Linked DNA regions of Mus musculus: region 2 is linked to region 1. Evidence: chromatin contacts called from public Hi-C data. All regions are on one chromosome and are shown on one strand. The core of a region is the stretch at or near the end of the contact, and the rest is flanking DNA. Distances in the headings are between cores, read along the strand shown. Region 1 overlaps Calcoco1 (calcium binding and coiled coil domain 1). Region 2 has its middle 20 kb from the start of Smug1.

Region 1 (5,147 bases), core at 1,161-3,660:
ATGTGCCATGATGCAGTTGTGGATGTCAGAGGTCAACTTACTGGAGTCGGTTCCCTTCCTTCAACTGTGTGGCTTCTGAGGGCTGGTCAGGCATGGCAGCAAGTGCTTTAAATTGCTGAGTCATTTTGCTGGCTTAGCCCTCACTTTTTATGAGTCTGGTTATATTCTCAATCCCCAAAGGTCGGAACTCTGTACCTATTGCAGGGGCTGTGAAGTCCGGCTATGCAGCCACTGCCACACCTAACTGTCATGTGTCCCTGAAGCCAGTGTCCCAGCTGTCAGTCCAGTGTCTTCCAGGAGTCATTTTCCTGGCCTTGGTGCGGAACCTGCTTCTGTTAGATCTTCTCTTTGTCACCTCTCATAAGTAGCTTCTTATCTCTCCCTGGTCCTTTCCCATCATCTCCATCATTTTACCTTTACCTCTCCCTTCAATGTTGATATTTTCCGTTCTGTCCCTGACCGTCTGGCCTTCATTTCATGCAAGTTGCCCCAACCCTCTTCTTTTTTAATGTGGAGGTTTAGATGGTTGTAGACCACCATGGGAGTTGAACCTGTATCTACTGGAAGAGCAGCCAGTGCTCTTAACTGCTAAGAGTTAAGCACCGTATCTCCAGCCCTGACCAATCAGCTTTAAATCACCAAACATCACTAACACCATTTCAGTGCTATAGATTGCTTGACAAAAACAAGATAGGTGTTGGTTGCTATTGAGTTGTTTTTTGTTAACTTAAGAATCATTATGGAGTGTTCTTGATGAGTAGATTCAGCCACCTGTAACTCCAATTCTGGGGGATCTGATGTCTTCTTCTGGCCTCTTCAGGTACTAGACATGCATGCAGGCAAACCACTCATACACATTTGAGATAGATATAGATATAGATATAGATATAGATATAGATATAGATATAGATATAGATATAGATATAGATAGAGATAGAGATAGAGATAGAGATAGGTAGGTAGGTAGGTAGGTAGATAGATAGATAGATAGATAGATAGATAGATAGATAGATAGGGTAGATAGGTAGATAGGTAGATAGGTAGATAGGTGTGGTGGCACATGCCTTTAATGCTAGCACTTGAGGTCAGACTGGTCTACAGGACAAGTCCCCAAACAGCGAGGGCTACACAGAGAAACCCTGTCTTGAAAAAAAAAAAATCCAAAAAAGAAAGGAAACAAAAGAAAACTGGTTGGTGAGTCCAGTGTGATGCTCATTTTATTCTCTATGTATTATTTTGTATGAATGAAGTGAGTCTTTTTTTTCCCCCCAATACAATTTTTAAAAATGTTGAGGACTCATCTTCTGTGTCAGTTTCTGTATTAGATTTTGGAGCCACAGGGTGTATAAGCCCAGGTCCTACCTCCATGCTACTTACAGAGAAATGAAAAACTTGTACACATGATAATGAGCTTTTGTTTGTGGTCTGACTAGGGCTTGCCTAGGCAAGATCTGCACTGCTGGGTTTTCTATTCCTAGACTCTGGGTTGCCCCCTTCCTTTTCTCTTTAAGGATGGGGTCTCACTTAGCAGTTATGCTGGCCTGGACCTTGCAAATGTCATCACACCTAACCAGCCCTTGGCCTTTTGAAACAGGAATTGATATTGTCCATTTCGCAGCTACTGGGATTCCAGGCATGTGCAGCCGGCAGAGTGTGTGCTTTTATGAACATGCCACACATGTTCTAGCTCCTTTTTCAGGACACAGAACTCAAGCGGGCTTTGAAGCATCCTTTGGGTGGATAGAAAGGCAGCTGCACAGTCACTCGAAAACTGCACATTTCTGGGAAACAGTTCTGTTCCACTGTAGCACAGGGTTTCCCAGGGCAGGATGGGTGGAGGAAACGCCCCTGAGAACAGCTAATGAAGACCCCGCGCTGTGTGCTGGCACACTAAGCCATCCACACTTCAAGTTCCTGTAGACAGGGGGCAGCCACAAGGTACTCAGAGAGGACTAGATTCATCCTCTGATGACAAATGCTGACAGGAGTATCTGCTGCCACTTCATCTGACTTTCCCTTTCACTCCAGGACCTTCAGTTTTCTAAGCTGCACAGAGGACACAAAGCTCGAAGATAAGGACCACATCCATTTCAGAATGGAGGTATGACAGGGTGAGTTGCCAAACACTACACAATATGTAGGATCGGAGCTGGATCTGAAGGCCAGCTGTCCCCCTCCCTGCTCCAAACACCTGCAGAAGTCCCAGTGTGAACACTCATACACTGCACAGGAAGAGACACGTGGATCCAAAAAAAATGGAGCCGGAGACGTTGGAAGTGCTTGGTGTCAAATTAGGGGGTGGGGGAAGGGTTGCTTCTAGGAGGAAGATGTGTGGAACAGCTGTGGGAGGGTGAATCAGGACAGAGCTGAGGAGACGGCAAAGGGTAGAAAAGGACCCATGCCAGGGAGAGTAGGAACAAAGCCCATAGTGTGGTCCTCACCAGAGCCTCTATGTGTCAATGGCCTGGTTTGGTTAGCCATGTGCCTTTTGTGTGAGATGGAGGGTTGGCAGGGAGCAGGCGCCTGGCTCTGGATCCCTGTTTCTCCTTTAGCTCTAGGGGGACCAACCTCCTGGAAGCCAGAAAGTGTAGGTCCCAGATTCTTCCCTCCCAACCTCCCCCAATCATAAATCACGAGTGATTTCATTAAATGCACCTCCTGCTGGGGATGTTGGCTCATAATTCCTCTCTGATTAACCCCCACTACCCCGGCAAGTTTATAGGCCAAGAGAGGGAGGGGGAGAGGGGAGGGGAAAAGGAGGGATGGGGGGAGTCCTGGGCGGGTGATGGATGCCTCTGTCAGCCCAGCTCGTATTTATTAATAGTCTTAATACGGGAAGCAATAAAGGAAGAGAGGGATTCTATTAATTAAATCATTGTTATAATTAACTTTCATTAAAGGAGGATCAATAAAGAGAGGTTGAGATGGAGAGAGGAGAGAGATCCATTATCTCCAATTTCCTTGGAAAGGATTCAGGGAACGAGATGGGGTTGCTAGGAGACAGACATGAGGGAAGAAGACGGGATGGATGTAAGATTGTCATCCAGGTGCGGTAGGAAGCGGGGTGGTGGTGGATGGGTTAGTTTCAGGTAAAGACAGGACTATGGGGGTGGTCCAGTGAGCGAACCTGAACGGATGCAAGGTGCTGACAAGGGTGTTTTGGGACAGAGAATGAGAGAGCTATGGGTGTATGCCCTGCTAGGGCACACAGAGAGCATCAGTGAGCACAAGGTCCTTAATATATGCTCTGTGCTGCTATGGATGTCTGTGCTACCTAGACAACTGGTTGGGGTGGATGGATGTGTTGCTCTGATTGTTGTCAAGGAGTGCACGGGGGTGTATGGGATGTAAACAATGGTGGTAGGGAGCTCAGAGCACATCTCATTTGGCAGAACCCAAAGATATGTGTTCTTGATGGGAGTAGGGTATAGCAAGGATGACCATGGAATCTGATGGTCTTTGTGTGTCCCTTCCAATCCCATCAGCCACCTGTTTGCTCCCTCCTTAAAAGTGTGCTCCAGGCCGGAGATACACAGTGTCTTTTTTTTTCCCCCGTGGCCTCAGGTGGCTAGCACACCAGAAGGCCTGGTTAGAATGTACTTAATCTATCACTCTCCTCCCTCCTGACAGGGACCAGGAATTTGAAGCCCTTCTTTTCTTGTAGCAATGCCTCTTGATAAGAACATACGTCATGACAATGGTTACACATATCATATAAATATATTTGTCCAAACTACAAATAAGAGGAGAGTTTAAGGGAGAGAGAAAGTTCTTATTGCTGTGGGGGGCGGGGCTGGAGAAGGTGAGGGGGCGGGAAATGGGGACACCTGGGATCCCTTGTCCCCTATCCCTCACAGAAGGCACAAATACATTTTCTTTTCCGTTTGAGGACTTCGGTGTGGGGTGGCAGGAGTTGGCTTTGGGGCATCAGAAGGGAGTGATGTGTGTGTGTGTGTGTGTGTACTTGGGCTAGCAGTAAATAAATTGTGGGAATAATTCTATTCCCGCAAGGGAAAGTCATCTCCATCCTGGTTCCTCTAAACCTTTTCAGAAAAGTAAACTCAGCCACTGCTTCCAAGACAGATTGCTGCTTGGGACAAAGACATCAGGATGGAAGATGGAGTTGTAAGGCTTGGGATGAAAGCAGGGTGCAGGCATGGTCTGTAGGAACAGAACATTATAAAGCCTGGTGTGATTTAAAAAAAGAAAGAAAGAAAAAGAAAAAGCATGAGACCAAACTGCATATATGTCTGTGTGTGTGCACGTGTGTCTACATAAGAGGGAGAGGTGAGGTCACTCAAAGGTGAAAGGGTCCTGGGTGCTGAAGAAGAAATGCCCATCCATGTGGCCCTCTAGGGCGTCCTTGTCACTCTCAGCAGGGAAGCGCTCCTTGCAGATGGGACACTCCTTCCATGGAGGGTTGGCTGGGACCCCAGGGCTGGCCTCTGACAGGGAACTCACTGTAAAAGCACTAAAGAGAGATGAGGAAAGACAGACAGGGTCAGGGTTCTCTGCTGCCTTTATTTTTATTTCTGATATAAGCCTCAAACTTGTCATATAGCAATGGAAGGTTCCTGAATTCCTGAGTCTCCCCTTCCCCTCCCAGGGGCTCAGACTTCAGGCAGCACTGCAGCTTCTGCTGCCTTCTTGACCCGGGGACCTCAGGGAACACGACCCATGTGGTTCCTTGTTCCTAACATGCCATCCTGGTCACTCTCTGTTCAAGCCTCTCCTATGGCTTCTTCTGCTTAAAATATTCTCCAGATACCCAAGTCCTCTCTTCATGAGGCCCTGCTGGCATCTGTAGTGCAGAACCCATCCCCCAGTCTCCCGCTCTCCTCCCTCCATCTCCGTCTGCTGCCTAATGGGGCTGAAAATGAGTCTGACACTGTTCTTCATCTTCCTGCTCCAGCAGAGAGAGAGAATGACAGCACTGGCCCTTTCTGCCCCAAGCCCCACACGCCAGGCAGAGTTGGGGGGCCAGGCCATGATGCTCTTTTCCCTGAGGCCCTGTCGGCCTGACTAGGACTAGAGAGCCAGGCAGAAGGCACCACCTGGTCCCTGCCCATACTGCAGGTTCCCCTCCTAGAGTTTCCCAGGAAGTCAGGGATGAGCAACATCTCTAGCATAGCCAGACAGATGCTCTG
Region 2 (5,147 bases), core at 743-3,242, 480 kb after region 1:
AGCTACAGACCCTTGTGAGTCTCTTTGTGCTGGGAATTGAACCTGAAGCCTATAGACAATAGCAAATGTTCCTAATCACTGAGCCATCTCTCCATCCCCTCAACACATTGAATTAAGGGCCAAACTTGGAGCTAATACAATCACTCATTTCATATTTCAATGACCAGTAGGGACTGCAGCTGTAGAGACATCTGGCATATGTTGCTGTCTCCCCAGCCCATCTCTATACCCAGTTTCACTTCCTTTCACCTGTGTATATGGTCCTACCCCCACATGACCTCAGACAACCAAGAGAGAGGGCAAAGGGATTCAGGCAGACCCTGTTCTAGTGTCCACATCAATGCCTAGGTGTGAGGGTGAAGGGGAGAGAGAGATGGGACACCATGAATCTCCCCAAATTTCCTAAGACTGGAGAAGGTATACAGGCTGGCAGACCTTACAACCATGACCTGATTCTCCATTGCCCCCACCCCCAACTAATTGCTATTCATAGGACACAGCTGGGTGATTAATGGCCTGATTAATAATTACTCAGGCTAATAAAATAATTAATTAATTTGGCAAGCCATTATTTATCTGGCTGTCCTCAACCTGAAACTCAGAAACTAGGAGTTAGGGAATCTCCCTCCAGGCTCTTTCAAAAATATAATCTTTAACAGAGTGGGTGGAGATGTCTCTCTCCATCCCAAGACCCTTCCCAAGTGGGAGAGGAAAGGACTGGGGTTTCTGAGGATACAGACAGAACTTAGAGATGAACCCATAGCAACCTCAAACCCATGGAGGGGCTGACTCGAGGCTGGGGACTTTTAAGAAAGGCTGGAATGTTGCATCTGAGCACCCAGGTTTAGGGAATTTTTTTTTGTTTGCATTCTCTCCAGCAACTTGATTGATGACACCATTCTCAACAAACGATCTTTATCTCTCCTCTTGTCTCCCAAATTTATGATTTTGCCCCCAAGCCCCAGCTTAGGTGAGTGAGGAGTAGGTTAGACCCAAGAAGTACCGGGGAGTCCTCAGTACTCTCCAGGGAGTAAGTGCCCTCCATCTGTATCTAGGCTCTGCAGCTCCCTCCCTTAGATTTGGGTTCCCAGTAAAACCAAAGAAACAGGGGGACAGCTGATCTCTTGAGAGTCCAGAGTCTACTCCAGGAGTGGTTTGTCCCATTGTCTTATAGGCAGGTAGAGGTCAGTCTAGGCCTAGGGGCACACGTGAGTCCTTGTGTGCTTCAGTGGGAGAGATTAGGTGGGCTCCCAGCAACACTAAGTGTGCTTAAGAACTCCATCTTGTTCTAGATGGAAGCATGGAAAACAGGATAATAATTAGATCACGCCTAGGATAAAAGCCTCCACAAGAGAGATGCTTCTAAAGTTCACGTAGCCTAGGGTGGTGGTGTGTGCCCATAATTCCAGCGCTAAGGAGTTGGAGGCAGGAGTATCAAATAAAGGCCAGACTCTGTTATAGGCAAGCTGGACTCTCTATGGGAAGGAAAAACTCAGTTTGGACATTTGAAGTGTACGTTAAGGATTGAGCAGGAACCTGCTAGTGAAGATTGCAAGCCATTGCCAAGGCTGTTGAGGAGCAGGACAAGTGTGGACATGGGCAAAGCCAAGGTGGCCGGAGGAGCGTCCTTTCCTGTGAGTACTTTGGAGATAGGGAGAGGCCCATACTGATTTGTGTGTTCAGAAGACAGTTCTGGCAAATGGGGAAGAGCACTGGTACTTTGGAGCTTGGCTAGGAGACCCTGGGAACAGGCTGGACTCCGGGCCTCCACAGTGGACATGAAAGATCCCTCTGAGGTCTGGGGATTCCCACTCTGCTGGTCTTGAGTCGCTGCAGAACTGCGTGGGATCGTTGTTCTTAAATCTTCCCACACCTCTGAAGGATGGAGAGGAGCCAGGCCTGCCTTAGGGTCGGATAGCGTCTATGGGGTCCACCGGCGGCCTGCAGTGGAGGCAGCGCCGCTGCCAGCAGAGGGAGCGCGCGAGACGTGCCGGAGCAGGGCCTCGCTCTCGCGGGCGCCCCCTGCCGGACACCTGAGCCTCTCCCCCCCACCTTACCTCCCCCCCACACACACACACCCGGTGTCAACCGCGGGGACGGGTCTTGGGGGACTTAAACTCCCTACTGTGTGCTTCCAAATTGCGACCACCCAGGGCGACTTGGGCACTGGAAAGAGCGAGGCGAGGCAGGTCCTGCAGACAGTCTCGCCCCGGAACCCACCGGGCCAGCCTGGAGCGGGGGTGGGGCGCGGGGCCACCCGGGCGTCCCAGTGGGCGGCCACGATGTGAGCACCTGGTCCGACCCGCCGCCGCTTCCGGGGGTGAAGGGCGACTCATTCCACCTGAGCTTCCTTCCATTGCCTCCCCCTCCCACCCACCCCGCCCCGCCCCGCCCCCCCCCCCCTCGCCGCAGCATTTTTCACACCTCCTCTCCCTACCAGTTTCTAGTTATGAGGGGGTTTCAGGTTACAGTCCTCATTTTCAGTCCTTCTCCCTGAGCATCCAGGTTTGACTACTTTGGGGAAGTCCTTCTTGGTGTCTAACCACCATCCCTCTTACTGCATCTACAGCCAAATCTGCCAAGTTACAGCCTCACTGGAGAAAGTGAGTGCCTTAATTTTCTTCCCACTCTTGCTTACAATTCCGTTCCCCTATACAAAAAACTGTCCCCGCCACTCTATCTTGCATTCCGTTCGCCTTTTGTCATCCAGGCCATCCAACGCTGCTTCTGATGGTCTCCCTCCACCCCCATTCTAATTTCCTATCTCTCCGCCTCGCTAGCTGTGCCATACCCAATCCCCAAGAGCTGGACTGGTGGAGAGCCTCAGTTTCCCTGGGAGGGCGCTTAGTATGTGGCTCCCTCCCCGCCCTCCTACTAAGCGTGATTTGGGGTGTGGGGATGGGGGATGGAGGTCGTAAGCTGCTTGCGGAGAGGTGCTCGGTGGGAAGCCTGAGCCGAGTCTTAAGAGTCCCGCATCCCGCCCGCACCAGCGTGGGGCGCACGAGTTCCCATTCTTAGCTCAAGGAAGACCCCGTGTGGCCGTTGTAGGTGGCGCAGAAGAGGGAGAGCGCCCAGGCGCCGGACCGGATTCCGGGGTTCTAGCCTAGGGTAGGGACTTATTCCTCAGCAGTGCCTTGGAATCCTTCAGCCTGTTCACACACACTCAAAAACACAGCAACCTGGACTTGTAGAATGGTTTCGCCAAACCACAAGGAAAAGTAACGTACTAACAGCAGCAAGTGTGATTGTGGTTAGACTTCTGGAAGGACTTCAGATAGGGAAGCAGGGAGACGGATATTAATGAAGGAATGGAGGAGGGCAAATGGTTTGGTCCTGGGAAGAGAGGATTCTGAGGCTGGGGTGAGTGTGGTATCGTCACAGCGAGCCTCACATGCCTGTTCATTAAGGAACTACGCTCAGCTGACAGGTGGGTAGGGAAATTTCTCCATGCCAGGGGGCCTGCTCTTTGCCTGTGCCTTATGCAGGATGAGTGTGTGGGAGCCCAGGAAATGGTCACCCAGCAAGCGGGACTGGGACCATGCACAGCCCACCCTAAGTCTTTTGAAGCAGGAATTGTGACAGCGCCGCGCTCGCTCCCCAACCAAGGCGCCATGTCATTTGCACACATTTGCATATCCAGCTGTGCTCGGCTGCCTTTGGCTGCATGCCTTCATTTGGCAGTGGGTGGGCTGCACGCAGGGCGAGTGAGACCCATGGAGCGGGCCACCTCTGTGCTTGACCGCTGTCGCCGGCTCGCGCCACCTTCTGGGCATCTCTTTGCATCCTCCAGCCGCAGACCGAGGTCCACAACCGGGATTAGACACCACCACCTCCTAGTCTTCCAGGACCACTTAGACTCCTTCCTAGTCCAACCTTCCTGAAGGACTGGTGAAGTCTGGTATCCTGCTGAAATGCAGTGTATGTGATTGGGGTGCCCCAAAACTCTGGAAACTCCCCGAATTTCAGGCAAAGATTATGATGTATGCTCTGGTTAAGAACATCCTTCGACTTCTGCCAGCAGCTCCATGTAGCTTGATCTCTTACATCTGGGCCAGGCTTGTGCCCACTGGCCTTCTGTCAGAGGACTGCAGCCTCTGGACTGCCCTCACTCCGCTCATGAGCTGTTGCCTTCCTACCCTGACTGCCTTCCTGCCCTCTTGTCTCCCAGACAGAGTTGGTGGTATAGGCCTGTAATCCCAAATGTTCAGGAGTTGAAACAAAAGGATCACAAATTCAAGATAACCCCGGGCAATGTAGGAAGACCCTAAAAAAATTAATTAAAAAAAAAAATTGGCCGGGCAGCGGTGACACATGCCTTTAATCCCAGCACTTGGGAGGCAGAGGCAGGTGGATTTCTGAGTTTAAGGACATCCTGGTCTACAGAGTGAGTTCCAGGACAGCCAGGGCTACACAGAGAAACCCTGTCTTGAAAACACACACATACACAAAAACCAAACAAACAAACAAAAAAAACAAAGTAAAAAATGTATGTGTGTGTGTGTGTGTCACACATACACACGTATATCAGATGTTAGCTGACACCTGTAATCCTAGCACTCTGGATGCTGAGGCAGGAAGATTATCTTGAGTTTCAGGTCAGTCTGGGCTACATAGTAAATTCCAGGTCAGCCAGAGCTTCATATCAGGATCCGGTCACAGTAATAAGTATCATTATTAATAATAAAGCTGATCTTTAAAGGCTGGGGATGTAGTTCAATGGTAAAGCACCTGCCTACAGTATGAAAGGCCCTGGGTTCTCTCACAGAACACACACACCCGGAGATAAAAGAAAAAAGAGCTTCCACTGTCCTCTCAGGCCCCCTGGCACCAATATCTGCAGAGGCATTTGGTCTCTTGCACTCCCTAGATTGTGAGGTCTCTCAAGACAGGGATCATGTCTGTTCTTGGTGGTGTCCTACTTTGAGCTAGAGTCTGGTGCTCCAGGGTCAGAAAAACTAGACGGCGATTTAACAAGTGAAGCCTGCCGGGCGGTGGTGGCACACGCCTTAAATCCCAGCACTTGGGAGGCAGAGACAGGCAGATTTCTGAGTTCGAGGCCAGCCTGGTCTACAAAGTGAGTTCCAGGACAGCCAAGACTATACAGAGAAACCCTGTCTCGAAAAAACAAACAAACAAACAAAAAAAAA

The links. A called contact is a pair of places that touch in the nucleus more often than the background predicts.
Region 2: a Hi-C map of cerebral cortex shows a contact between it and region 1, with 4 times the contacts expected there. The contact joins two enhancer-like sites. A contact is called at or near these places in 9 of 39 promoter capture datasets (the 3T3-L1 cell line, 3T3-L1-derived adipocytes, the C10 cell line and 4 more), 2 of 15 datasets of contacts at CTCF or cohesin (embryonic stem cells and pro-B cells), 60 of 484 Hi-C or Micro-C datasets (the C2C12 cell line, the G1E-ER4 cell line, the HL-1 cell line and 33 more), 13 of 115 datasets of contacts at active chromatin or transcription factors (astrocytes, bone marrow-derived macrophages, craniofacial prominence and 10 more) and 5 of 9 other capture datasets (adipose tissue, embryonic stem cells, embryonic tail and 2 more).

The regions. Positions count from the first base shown.
Region 1 is chr15:102,703,076-102,708,222 of GRCm38.p6, forward strand. Calcoco1 (calcium binding and coiled coil domain 1) reads right to left here. Exons shown (of 15, transcript NM_026192.3): 15 at 3,702-4,471. The coding sequence ends at 4,294. Among named protein-coding and RNA genes, the nearest start is that of Calcoco1, 17 kb to the right of the region's middle. Within about 2 kb of position 2,411, at least 27 of the 459 cell types and tissues checked have an H3K27ac peak or open chromatin away from gene starts, as enhancers often do. A contact at or near this core is called in cerebral cortex and cortical neurons, where this site is marked.
Region 2 is chr15:103,180,354-103,185,500 of GRCm38.p6, forward strand. No RefSeq gene overlaps it. Among named protein-coding and RNA genes, the nearest start is that of Smug1, 20 kb to the left of the region's middle. Within about 2 kb of position 1,993, at least 104 of the 459 cell types and tissues checked have an H3K27ac peak or open chromatin away from gene starts, as enhancers often do. A contact at or near this core is called in cerebral cortex and cortical neurons, where this site is marked.